Linked DNA regions of Mus musculus: region 1 is linked to region 2. The links are chromatin contacts, called in public HiChIP or PLAC-seq maps. All regions are on one chromosome and are shown on one strand. The core of a region is the stretch at or near the end of the contact, and the rest is flanking DNA. Distances in the headings are between cores, read along the strand shown.

Evidence for each region. HiChIP or PLAC-seq counts read pairs in DNA pulled down with a chosen protein or histone mark.
Region 1: a contact with region 2 is called in an H3K27ac HiChIP or PLAC-seq map of embryonic stem cells, with 12 read pairs. The contact joins two enhancer-like sites. A contact is called at or near these places in 27 of 484 Hi-C or Micro-C datasets (the AML12 cell line, B cells, CD4 T cells and 16 more), 5 of 115 datasets of contacts at active chromatin or transcription factors (embryonic stem cells and stem cell-derived neural progenitor cells) and 4 of 9 other capture datasets (adipose tissue, embryonic stem cells, liver and 1 more).

What each region holds. Positions count from the first base shown.
Region 1 is chr9:53,805,499-53,810,935 of GRCm38.p6, forward strand. Slc35f2 (solute carrier family 35, member F2) reads left to right here. Exons shown (of 8, transcript NM_028060.3): 4 at 1,120-1,279; 5 at 2,548-2,704; 6 at 4,188-4,240; 7 at 5,377-5,437. Among named protein-coding and RNA genes, the nearest start is that of Slc35f2, 37 kb to the left of the region's middle. Within about 2 kb of position 1,358, at least 40 of the 459 cell types and tissues checked have an H3K27ac peak or open chromatin away from gene starts, as enhancers often do. A contact at or near this core is called in embryonic stem cells, where this site is marked.
Region 2 is chr9:53,678,054-53,684,021 of GRCm38.p6, forward strand. Gm16124 (predicted gene 16124) reads left to right here. Exons shown (of 2, transcript NR_166653.1): 2 at 2,807-3,277. Among named protein-coding and RNA genes, the nearest start is that of Cul5, 14 kb to the left of the region's middle. Within about 2 kb of position 2,983, at least 2 of the 459 cell types and tissues checked have an H3K27ac peak or open chromatin away from gene starts, as enhancers often do. A contact at or near this core is called in embryonic stem cells, where this site is marked.

The sequences.
Region 1 (5,437 bases), core at 108-2,607, 130 kb after region 2:
CTGTGCTGGGATCAAGCATGTCTCACATGGTAGAACTGACCTCTCTGTCAGGGAGATGGTTTCTGTTCGTTGCCTCACTGTAACCTGTACTTGGTAATACTTTGCTCAGTTACAATTGAATATTGGACTTTGTGATGTCTAATTTCGTGTCTGTCCAGTTTAGTCTGTGCTCCTCAGGATAGGGCTTCTACCTTGTTCAATTTTATATTCCAACTCCTCTTATGATGTGCCCCACATCACCCCCATGGCCCGGTGCTTGCCAGACAAGTGCTTTGTACTTGAACTGAACACCCAAACCCTCTTACAGAGTCCTGGACACTGGTCATGCTTACTAAATGTCTGTTGGTGGAGTAAATGGATGTACTGGAAGGAAACTCTGCCTTCCGAGTTTAAAGATAAACAGAGGGGAAAGCAGAGGCTCCTGGGTAGGATGAACAGATTCAGCCTTTGGGTGTTTTCTGTTTCGAGGAAGGTTTGGTGTATGTCAGGCTGGTCTAGAATTTGCTATGTAGCCAAAGATGACCTTGATCTGCTCTTCCTCCTGCCTCTAAAGTACTGTTTTATATGGCACTGGAGATCAAACCCAGGGCCTTGTGCCCGCTAGGCAAACACTCTATTAATTGAGCTGCATCCCCAGCCTGACTTCTTTTTTTTTTTTTTTTTTTTTGGCGGCAGGGGAGGGGGTATTTATTTATTTACTTTTATTTTATATATATGAGTACACTGTTGCTGTCTTCAGACACATCAGAAGAGGGCATCAAATCCCATTAGAGATGATTGTGAGCCACCATGTGGTTGCTGGGAATTGAACTCAGGACCTCTGGAAGAGCAGTCAGTGCTCTTAACCATTTTTTCTCCAGCCTCCACCCCCCACCCCCCACCCCCCACCTCGAGCCTGACTTTTAACCATATAATTTGGGGCAACTAATCTTTCTTTAGCCTTTGGGGTTTTGTATGCACATCTAAAACAGGTTTGCAGTCCCAAATCTCACAGAGGGACTGCAGCTCTGGTAAGTGCTTGCGTTCAGGGTCAGCAATAACAAATGTTCCCTAAGTGCTTTCTCTTGTTAATTATGCTGCTGAAGTGGTTGAGGCTGCGTGCTTTTCTTTTCCCTGCAGCTCTTGGATTGCTTTGGGATTCCTGTGTTGATGGCTCTCTCCTGGTTTATTCTCCGGGCAAGATACAAAGTGATCCACTTCATTGCTGTGTTTGTCTGTCTGCTGGGTGTAGGGACCATGGTTGGTGCAGACATATTAGCTGGGCGAGAAGATAATTCAGGTGAGACTGTATCACTTACACCTGTTAGTCTGGCAGAGTTACACTGACTGAAGTGGGTGATAGAGGAACTCAGCAGGAGTCCGTGCTGTGAACTAGTGCGGGGGAGCAGGCTTGCTGGGCTGGCCCCTCCTCAGTGAGGTGTGCTGGCTTCCTCAGCACTTCCTGTAGCACTTTCTCATTTGCTGCTAAACATTTGGTGGTTGTTTTCTTGTTTAGCTGCCTTTCCCCATTTAAACGTGTTTAAAATTTTGTTTTGAATATATTTGTAGAAATCATCTTTCTCTTAAATCACTTTGGATGTGTTTTTCCAAAACCCTCTGTTGTTGAGCTAGCTCTCTTTTCTCCCCTTTATGGCATTCTTTTGTTTCTTTTTCTTCCTCCCCTTTTCTTTGTTTCTTCTCTCTTTCCTTCCCTCTTCCTTCCTTTCTTTCCATCCTTTCCTCTCCCTACCTTTCTTTTCTTGAACTCAAAAATTCAAAACCCTCCTTCCTCAGCTCCCACCCCACCCCACCCCCACCCCCACCCCCACCCCCACGGCAGTGGGAGGACATCCTACTCAGCACCACTCTCAGGTGGTAGTGTTTCATTTCCATCAAAAAAGAGACCTGGCTGTTTGTTTTGATCTGAGTGTTTTAGTATATTTCTCTCTCTCTCTCTCTCTTTCTTTCCTCCCTCCCTCCCTCCTTCCTTCCTTCCTTCCTTCCTTCCTTCCTTCCTTCCTTCCTTCTTCCTCCCTCCCTCCCTCTCTTCCTTTTTCCTTTTCTTTTTCTTTTCTTCTTTTGAGACAGGATTTTTTCTTCTTTTTTTTTTTTTTTCTGTGTATCCCTGGCTGTCTTGGGTTAAAGGTGGGTGCCACTACTGCCTGGTTGGAATATTTCAGTTCACAATATAGATGCTAAACCAGGTCTGAATTTACCAGATCTCCAAGATAACCTTAGTATCTCCTTGGATCAAAATAAAACCATTTCTTTCACCTAGCATCCTTTCCCGAAGTTCTAACAAATTCCCTGCACTACAGTCTGTGAACTTGTCCTGTCTTTAAATGGCTTTCTTTCAGGATGCTACACAGTACCATCTTCCACTCTGTTGGTCTCCCAGGGAGTAAAAATGTGAAAACGGTGTCAGTGTTGTGCCAGACAGTAAGGGTGAGAGCCTTTAGACTTACAGAAGCTAGGATTCAATAAAGTTTTACTCAAATGATCAGTGTTTGCTAACTCCTGGCTCACCCATTGACAACACATTTCTTTTTGTGCCTTGCTGCCCTGTAGGGAGTGATGTTCTTATTGGTGACATCTTAGTCCTGCTTGGGGCTTCCCTGTATGCTGTGTCTAACGTGTGTGAAGAATACATCGTGAAGAAGCTGAGCAGACAGGAATTTTTAGGAATGGTGGGACTATTTGGAACAATCATCAGCGGCATACAGCTGTAAGAATTTAAAACTTTTCATGAAAACGAAAGGAAGAAGGGGAGAAGGGGGCAGAGGGCAGGACAATCAGGGATGGGGAGTGACTTACAACAAAGTGTAATGACTTATACTTGAAGGGTCGGCAAAATGCCCCAGGAGGTGAGGATGCTTGCTGTCTAGCCTGAGGACCTGGCTTCAATCCCTAGGACCAACATGACACCAACGTGACAGAGAAGAAAATGTAAATGGTCCTCTCCCCTCCGGGGCACACTGTGAACATGTGTGTATGGGACCTTGCACATGTTTTTTTCTCTTTTGGTTTTCGAGACAGGGTTTCTCTGTGTAGCCCTGGCTGTCCTAGAACTCATTCTGTAGACCAGGCTGGCCTTGAACTCAGAAATCCACCTGCCTGTGCCACCCAAGTGCTGGGATTAAAGGCATGTGCCATCACTGCTGGTTTTTTTTTTTTTTTAAATTAGTAAGTAGGGGCTCAAGAAATATCTCAGCAGTTGAGATCTCTTGTTACTTTGCCAGAGGACCTTGGAGGGTTGGGTCTCGGCACCAGCATGATGGCTTACAACCATTATAACTCTGTTTCCAAGAGACTAAACTCTCTTTTCTGCCCTCCAAGGGCACCAGCACATACATAGCACGTAGATGTAGATGCAGGCTGAACACTCATACACATAAAATAAAAATAGATGAGTCTAAAATAATGAATGGGAAAATATTTGATTGCTCCAACTACTGTTGTTTAACCTTACATCACATTTGAAATCTATAACTTGGGGCTGGAGAGATGGCTCAGTGGTAAAGAACACTGACTGCTCATCTGAAGGTCCTGAGTTCAAATCCCAGCAACCACATGGTGGCTCACAATCATCCATAATGAGATTTGACACCCTCTTCTGGTGCATCTGAAGACAGCTACAGTGTACTTAGATATAATAATAAATAAATCTTTAAAAAAAGAGAAATCTATAACTTGATAAAATTGAATAGAAGATCTTTTTTTTTTTTTTTAAATTCGTTTGGGTTTTGAGACAAAGTTTCACACTATAGCTTAGGCAAGTCACTGTGTTGCCCAGACTCATGACAATCCTGCTTCAGCCTTCTGAGTTCTGGGAGTTCTTACCAGTATAAGCCACATGCCTGTCCAGATATTTTTATTTTATTTTATTTTATTTATTTATTTATTTATTTATTTATTTATTTATTTTTGGTTTTGGAGACATATTTCTCTGTGTAGCTTTGACTATGCTGGAATTCAATCCGTAGAGCAGATTGTTCTCAAACTCATAGAGATCCACCTGCCTCTGCCTTCCAAGTACTGTCAATCAAAGGTGTGTAGCACCACCACCTGGTCAATATTTTTATATTCTAAGAAAAAAATTAAAACTCAACGTAACTCTTTTCCTTGGCCAAATTACAGCTTCTAAACTCTCTATGAAATCAGAAAAGTTAACATGTGGATCTTTACACAGCTTCTTGTTTTGATCTTAGATTGATTGTGGAATATAAAGACATTGCCCGGATTCAGTGGGACTGGAAAATTGGTATGTATCTAAAGGATAACCTTTTAAGTCAGTATTCTGTCCTTTAACTGACAAAAATGCTCACCAATCCAATCATGTTTTCATATCTTTGGGAATTCATACCAGCGGTGATGGCCTGCTCTGAGAACTGGTGGGTTAACTTCTATCAGGATTAATTCTTGATCTTTGTCTGAGGTAATAGCTTTTCTTTCCTAGGAATTCTGAATAAAACCAAGGCTGATCTTTGTCACACTGCTAAGTAAATGAGTCTACATATCAGGTCCTCGAACTTTTAGCGCTTACCATGGGCTTCACGTTGTGATGGATGGTTGTATAATCACCCTCTGTCCACTGTTGCTCCAATGCCTCTGATATCTGTGGGATAAGGCCTTGAATATCTGTGGGAAGAAAGCAGAAGGTGTTAGGATAGTTAAGAAAGATTTGAGCCTTAATGATGGGTAGTAGTTAGATAGTATGTAAGTGTTGCTGAAGATTGTATGCTATAATTAGATAATGGAGGGAAATTTAAATACCCTAGATACCCCAAAAGTGCATGCCCCCCCCCCCCTTGTGTGTGCATGTGTTGAGATAGGATGGGGTTTTAAATAGTGCTTACAAAGTAGACATTGCTACTGCTGTAAACATCTGCATGGTTAGCATTGTCCTAGAGACTAATCTTGTTCTTAGAACATGTAATTCAGTGGGCTGAAGAAAATATAGTGGATCTAATGTCTATCTTTGATGTCCTAAAAATACTTTATTGCAAATCCAGTCATACATACCACATCAACCAACCAATCAGACGAAAGTGCACAAGGCCAGTGAGGAATTTTGTGTTTTGACACGCGATATCGACCTGGCTTTGGTTGAACTTTTATATCAGAGCCAGCCTTTTGTCTTGGTGGATGGCGCAGGATGAAGGCTGTTGGCGCAGTCATACCCCTGTTGATCATCTAACTCCCTGTTAGATTTTCACAGCATGTTATTTTATGATTACTGTTTTCCAGAAAGCTTTGTAGTCTTTTTAGAAGGCTGACTGTTAGAGAGAAGCTTTGCAGGGAGTCTGTCAAAGAATTGGGGAGTTTTCTGCAGTCACACTCTAAGCACCTTGTTTTCGAATTTCTCTTCCTGACTTGAGTTCTTCCATTTCTTCACAGCCCTGTTATTTGTGGCATTTGCCCTCTGTATGTTTTGCCTGTACAGCTTCATGCCATTGGT
Region 2 (5,968 bases), core at 1,733-4,232:
AAGTGCTAATTATGGGGCAATTGAGAAAAAGCATAACAGAAAAAATTAGGGCTTAAGGCATTTACACTGTAGCTGCAATAGACACTATATCTCCAAAGAGTCATTTCTCCCTGTCTCTTGTCTTTAAACTTTTTCTCCATCACAGGTGGAGTAAGCTGAAGAAGTACAAATTCTCCTTCAACTTCTGTGGTTTAGATCAGGTCAGACCAGCAGGAACATCTTGTCACATTTACCTTTGATATGTTTCTCCAAACTTAATCTGTGTATTTATTAAAATTCCAATAAATTACTTCTTTTTTTTAATTTGGCAAACTAATTTAATAATATTTTCAGGAGGGGCCAGAGAGATGACTCAGCAGTTAAAAGTATTTGTTGCTGTTTCATAATGCTATGTTCAGTTCCAATCACCTACATGGTGGCTCACAGCCACCTATAGTTCCAGGGGATCTGGATACCAGGAACAAGTGGCACACATATGAACATGCAGGAAACACATTGATTTTTTTTTTAAAAAGTATTCAGGAGATAAATTAGAAGGATAGTAAAAATCATCTTTAAATAAAACAACCCAATGAGGTTTACACCTTTAATTTCCCCCAAAGGCAGGTGGATCCCTCTCAAACAAAACAAAACAAGACAAAACAAAACAAAACAAAACAAAACAAAACAAAACAAAACAAAACAAAACACTGCTACAAGGCTGCAGCTGACAGGGACTGAGAACAATGCCTGCCACTCTTTTTCTGTTTTGTCTTGTATTAGTTTTTGGCTTTTTTGTTGTCAGGTAATGTTTTCATTTTGTATTTTGTTTTGAAACTGTCTCTCTAATAGTCCTGGATGTCCTGGAATTCACTATATAGACAGGCTGGCCTCTGCCTCCCAAGTGCTGGAATTAAAAGCTTACGCTGTTATTATGTCCTGCTTTACCACTGTTTTGTTGTTGTTATTTTTAAAGAGTTATTTATTTATTTTATTTACATGAATACACTGTAGCTATACCAGAAGAGTGCATCAGATCCCATTACAGATGGTTGTGAGCCACCATGTGGTTGCTGGGGATTGAACTCTGGACCTCTGGAAGAACAGACAGTGCTCTTCTTGATTTGGGAGCATTTTCAGGAATGTAAGATTTAAAACTCTGGCAAGAATCCTGGAAAATAGTGCCAGCTTTTTCCTAGGTAGACCTCGGGAAGGCAGAGAATCGGACCATATTAACTGCTGTTGGAATTCGGGAACTGCCATGACAGGAGATAAAGGGCTCAACAGGCCCAGAAAATTGAGCATGCTAAATGGATGTACCATGTAAAGTGAGAGGCTCTCCACATACCTATGTTCTGCAGAAAAGGCAGAAAGAAGTGTTCTAATAAAAGGGCATTTGTCTCTCTCTCCAAGAAGGTCACTTCTTGCAGTTCACTTCTGTAGACCAAAGCTGGTGATAGGAGAGGTCATTACAGGCTTCCCGGTAGGAATAGCAATCCTGAGACTATATTAGTAGTTTGTGACAACACTTAATGACCATATGATTTCAGTCATAATGTATGGCAAGTTCAGGGGGCAGCCAGGTGTTGTTTTTGTGCAGCTTCATAGAAAAGTGATTAGACATGGTTTCTTTGTTTTTTTTTTTAATTTATTTATTTTATGTATATGAGTACACTATAGCTGTCTACAAACACACCAGAAGAGGGTATTGGATCCCATTATAGGTGGTTGTGAGCCACCATGTGGTTGCTGGGAATTGAACTCAAGACCTCTGGAAGAGCAGTCAGTGCTCTTAACTGCTGAGCAATCTCTCCAGCCCTAGAGCCCTAGACATGGTTCCTTCCTTCCTTCCTTCCTTCCTTCCTTCCTTCCTTCCTTCCTTCCTTCCTTCCTTCCTTCCTTTTTCTGTATAGCCCTGGCTGTCCTGGAACTCACTCTGTAGACCAGGCTGGCATCAAACTCAGAAATCCACCTGCCTCTGCCTGCCTCCCAAGTGCTGGGACTAAAGGTAGATATGGTTTCTTAATGGTTAACTTTTTGAATATTGGGCTGTGTGGTGGTGGTAGGCCTTTAGTCCCAGCACTTGAGAAGCAGAGGTAGGAAGATGGGGCAAGTTCAAGGCTAGCTGGTCTACAGAACCAGTTTCAGGATAACCAAGGCTACACAGAGAAACACTTACTTGAAAGACCAAATAGGGCGGGAGAAATTGCTCAGTGGTTAAAAGCACTGACTGCTCTTCCAGAGGTCCTGAGTTCAATTCCCAGCAACCATATGGTGGCTCACAACCATCTGTAATGGGATCCGATGTCCTCTTCTGCTGTGTTTGAGTGCACTCGTCATATAAATAAGATAAAGAAATACATTAAAAAAAAAAGACCTAAATAAATAAATAAATAAATAGATAAATAAATAAATAGATAAATAAACCATAAGTCAAAGTACATGTATTTATGGGATACAAAGAGATGCCATGTCATAGGTACACAATGTGGAATTACTGAATCAACCTAATCCACATACCCATCATTGTATTTACTGTTCATTCCTCCTGTCTAATTGAATGATTGTATCTTTTGGTCTGTAACACCTCCATTTCTTCCTATTCCTGGTCTTTGGTAAAAAACATTCTCATCTCTGCTTTTTATGAGATCTCTTGTTTTAGAGTTTACATGTAAATGAGAATTCTTTTTGTTTTTCTAGGTTTTGGGGTGACTAGTTTAATGTGTTCACTTTGTTGAGCCGTGACATTAATGATCATTAATAGAAGTTTATGTGCACGTGTATTTGGAGGATAATTAACTTTTCTTTTTCTTTTCCTATTTTACAGTTTTTGAGACAGGGTTTCTACATAGCCCTGGCCATTTTGGAAGTCACTATGTAGACTAGGCTCACAGAGATCTTATCTGCCTGCCTCTTCCTCCTGAGTTCTGGGGTTAAAGGCATGTGCTACCACACCTGCAGAAGAAGTTAACATTTAAATTCCTGGACTTTGAGTAAAGCATATCAGCCATTGTGATGTGGATTGGTGTCATTTAATCAATTGAGGGGCTAATTAGAATGAAGAAGCTGGTCTGCCCTGAGCACATGGAATTCTCCAGAAGACGGTCTTTGAATATCATTGTCAACACTGGCTTTTTCATTGTCTCTTGGCAGACAGATGGCTTTTGAAGTCCATTAGTTCTTTTGAGTCTCCAGGCTGAATATCTTGGAACTGACAAGATACTCCACAAGAGAAATGGGGTTCAAATTGGCTATGTAACAAATACAACAGAATAAATATCTTCACCTATGAGCTTAATATTGGTTCTGTTTCTTTGAATAACGCTGGTTTACCAGTGTCCTGGTTGTAAAACAGGAAGCTAACCAAATGGTTTGTTTTACACAGTCAAAAGAAAAGGAGAATGTGTAATCAAGAATATGTTTTCAACTTTCTGTATCCATAACAAAAGTTTGACTAATTAGCTTGTTAAATGGTTTATTTCAGTTCATAGCTTTGAAGGCTTCTGTCACAGTCTTCATTATTTTAAAACAGGTAGCATTAAAAATATAGATCAAGTTTATACCATATTTTACTTTTCTTGTCATTGTGGGAAAAATACCAAGAGATGATGACAGAAAAACATGTATCCTCCCATGGAATGTCTAAGTTAAAATTAAATATGTGGAACTCACATTTAAAAGGCATAATTCAATACCATAATCATGTTAGTAGTTCATGTCACAGTTACAACTGTATGTTAGGCACTATTTTTTTTAAGTATATGAGTACACCGTTGTTCTCTTCAGACATACCAGAAGAGGGCATCAGATCCCATTGCAGATGGTTGTGAGCCTCCATGTGGTTGCTGGGAATTGAACCCAGGACCTCTGGAAGATCAGTCAGTGCTCTTAACCACTGAGCCATCTCTCCAGCCCCCATTAGGCACTATTTTAATAGAGACAACATTTTTACCAAGAGAGATAACAAGGTACATTCGTTTGTAATATATCTTGCTGAACAGTCATGTAAAAGAAATAAAACAAAAGGAGTTCTTTTGTTTTATTTCTTTTACATGACTATATTCAGCAAGTGAACTAGAATGTATAGTAATTGATCCAGGTTGCCACGGCTGGTCTACAGTTATTGCTCTTATAGAAGTATTGAATCATACAGCACTTCATTCATGTTCAAGAGAATAGTGTTGTCTCTTATTTCACAGGTGAAGATTGGTTGTCCAGGAAAAGATTGGTGCAAACATTTGAAGATTGGAAAGCATAAATGTATCAACTGTGGGATTTCTAAGAGTAGCTTTGTTTGGTCATCTGTTCTACTGTTGGTTGACTGATAAGGGGTTTTGCTCTGTAGCAGTGACCCTGTTGCTGTCTCTGGGTGACAGCAGTGCACCACTACACCTGGCCCTGATACTTTACTGTTTTAAAATACAAAAGATTTACTCTGAGTGATTTCCCCCCAGAGGTGATGATGTTTCCTTTGCTTTTCAGATCTAAGTCTGTCTGGGCAACTATGTGGAAACCATATGGATCCAAATGGATCCTTAGTCTTGCTTATATCCTTTTTATTGGATCAGATCTAAGGAATTATGCAATTCCAGATCACTCTGAAGTTATGGAAGTTCTGCTCCTCATTGAACCAAGGGCCATATAAAAACAAACATCATCCTTAGAATGTTTTTACTGACCCAGATTCAGCTTTTCAGTGGTGTAAAGAAAGCTCGCGGAGTTCTTAATGCTTCTGGAAACAAATCCTCAGGTTTCCAGGTTGAAAAACTCTTTCTTGCTTGTTCCTATGATGATACAAAAACCATAAAGCTTTGAAAATCATTCTGATCACTTGGACATTTTGTTTACGCTTACATACAGAAAACCATCACACCATTACATGTTCTGAAAGTGTTAGCACTGTGGATGAGCAGTGTTGATCAGGCACAAATTTATTGTACACTGGGTAGAAATTTGTTCATTTATAAAATTAGAATGACTTAAAGTATTTGGTAATTAGCTACAACTATTGGCATTAAAATTAAATAAGATTAAATAAATTTAATCTTAGTAATATTAATATAAAATAAGGTGTGTCTATTTTTTAAGATATGGTCTCATCATGTAACTCTGGCTGACATGAACTTGCTCTGTAGACCAGGCTGGCCTCAGATTCACAGAGGTCCACCTAACCTCTATCTTCTAAGTGCTGGAGAGTAAAGGCATATGTCTGGTTTCTATGAAACCTGGGCAAAATATTTTTGCCTAGAGTAAATGTTTGGCTGTTTTTGCATGATTATCCACATCCTCTATAGCAATATATTAAAAAAAATAGGTCAGTTACACACATATATGTATATATATAAATGGATTTGGGGATAAGGGTCTACATTCTGGCAGCCTTAAATCTTTAGTTTCACTCACTAGGGTCTCTCTGCATAACCATTGGCTGTCCTAGAACTCACTTTGCAGGCCAGACTGGCCTCACACTCACAGAAATCTGTGTGCCTCTATCTCATGCCCAGTTTCCACACAGTTTTCCCATAAGGGGAGGGAAAGACCTCCTCTATAAAGTAAAATCAACTGTGCCCTGCTTTACTTCTCCTTTTACATTCATTAACCATGCACACACACCAACACACACACAACACACACACCCTGATAACCAAAGAGTTGAGAGACACAGAGTTGTAGAACTTGCTTGTGCAAGTATCAACTTTTGGGGGCCCCGCCTTCCCATCTGTTCTTCCAGCTTCTATTCTGGGTATGGAATACATCTAACCTTCAGACCAGATTTTAGACTTTATCCAGCACTAATATAAAAGGTGTCCACTGAAAGTCTAGTCACTCTTTCAACTGCAGTATTTTAGCTTGACAAGTAGACACAGGTAACTAACTGTACTTGAAACCGTTAGATATTCAGCATTTTAAGTCACCTCATTTTGGATGTGATGGAATTGAATATTATAAAAGTAAAAATAGACTTGTGTGGGAGGGGCAGTTTGCATTC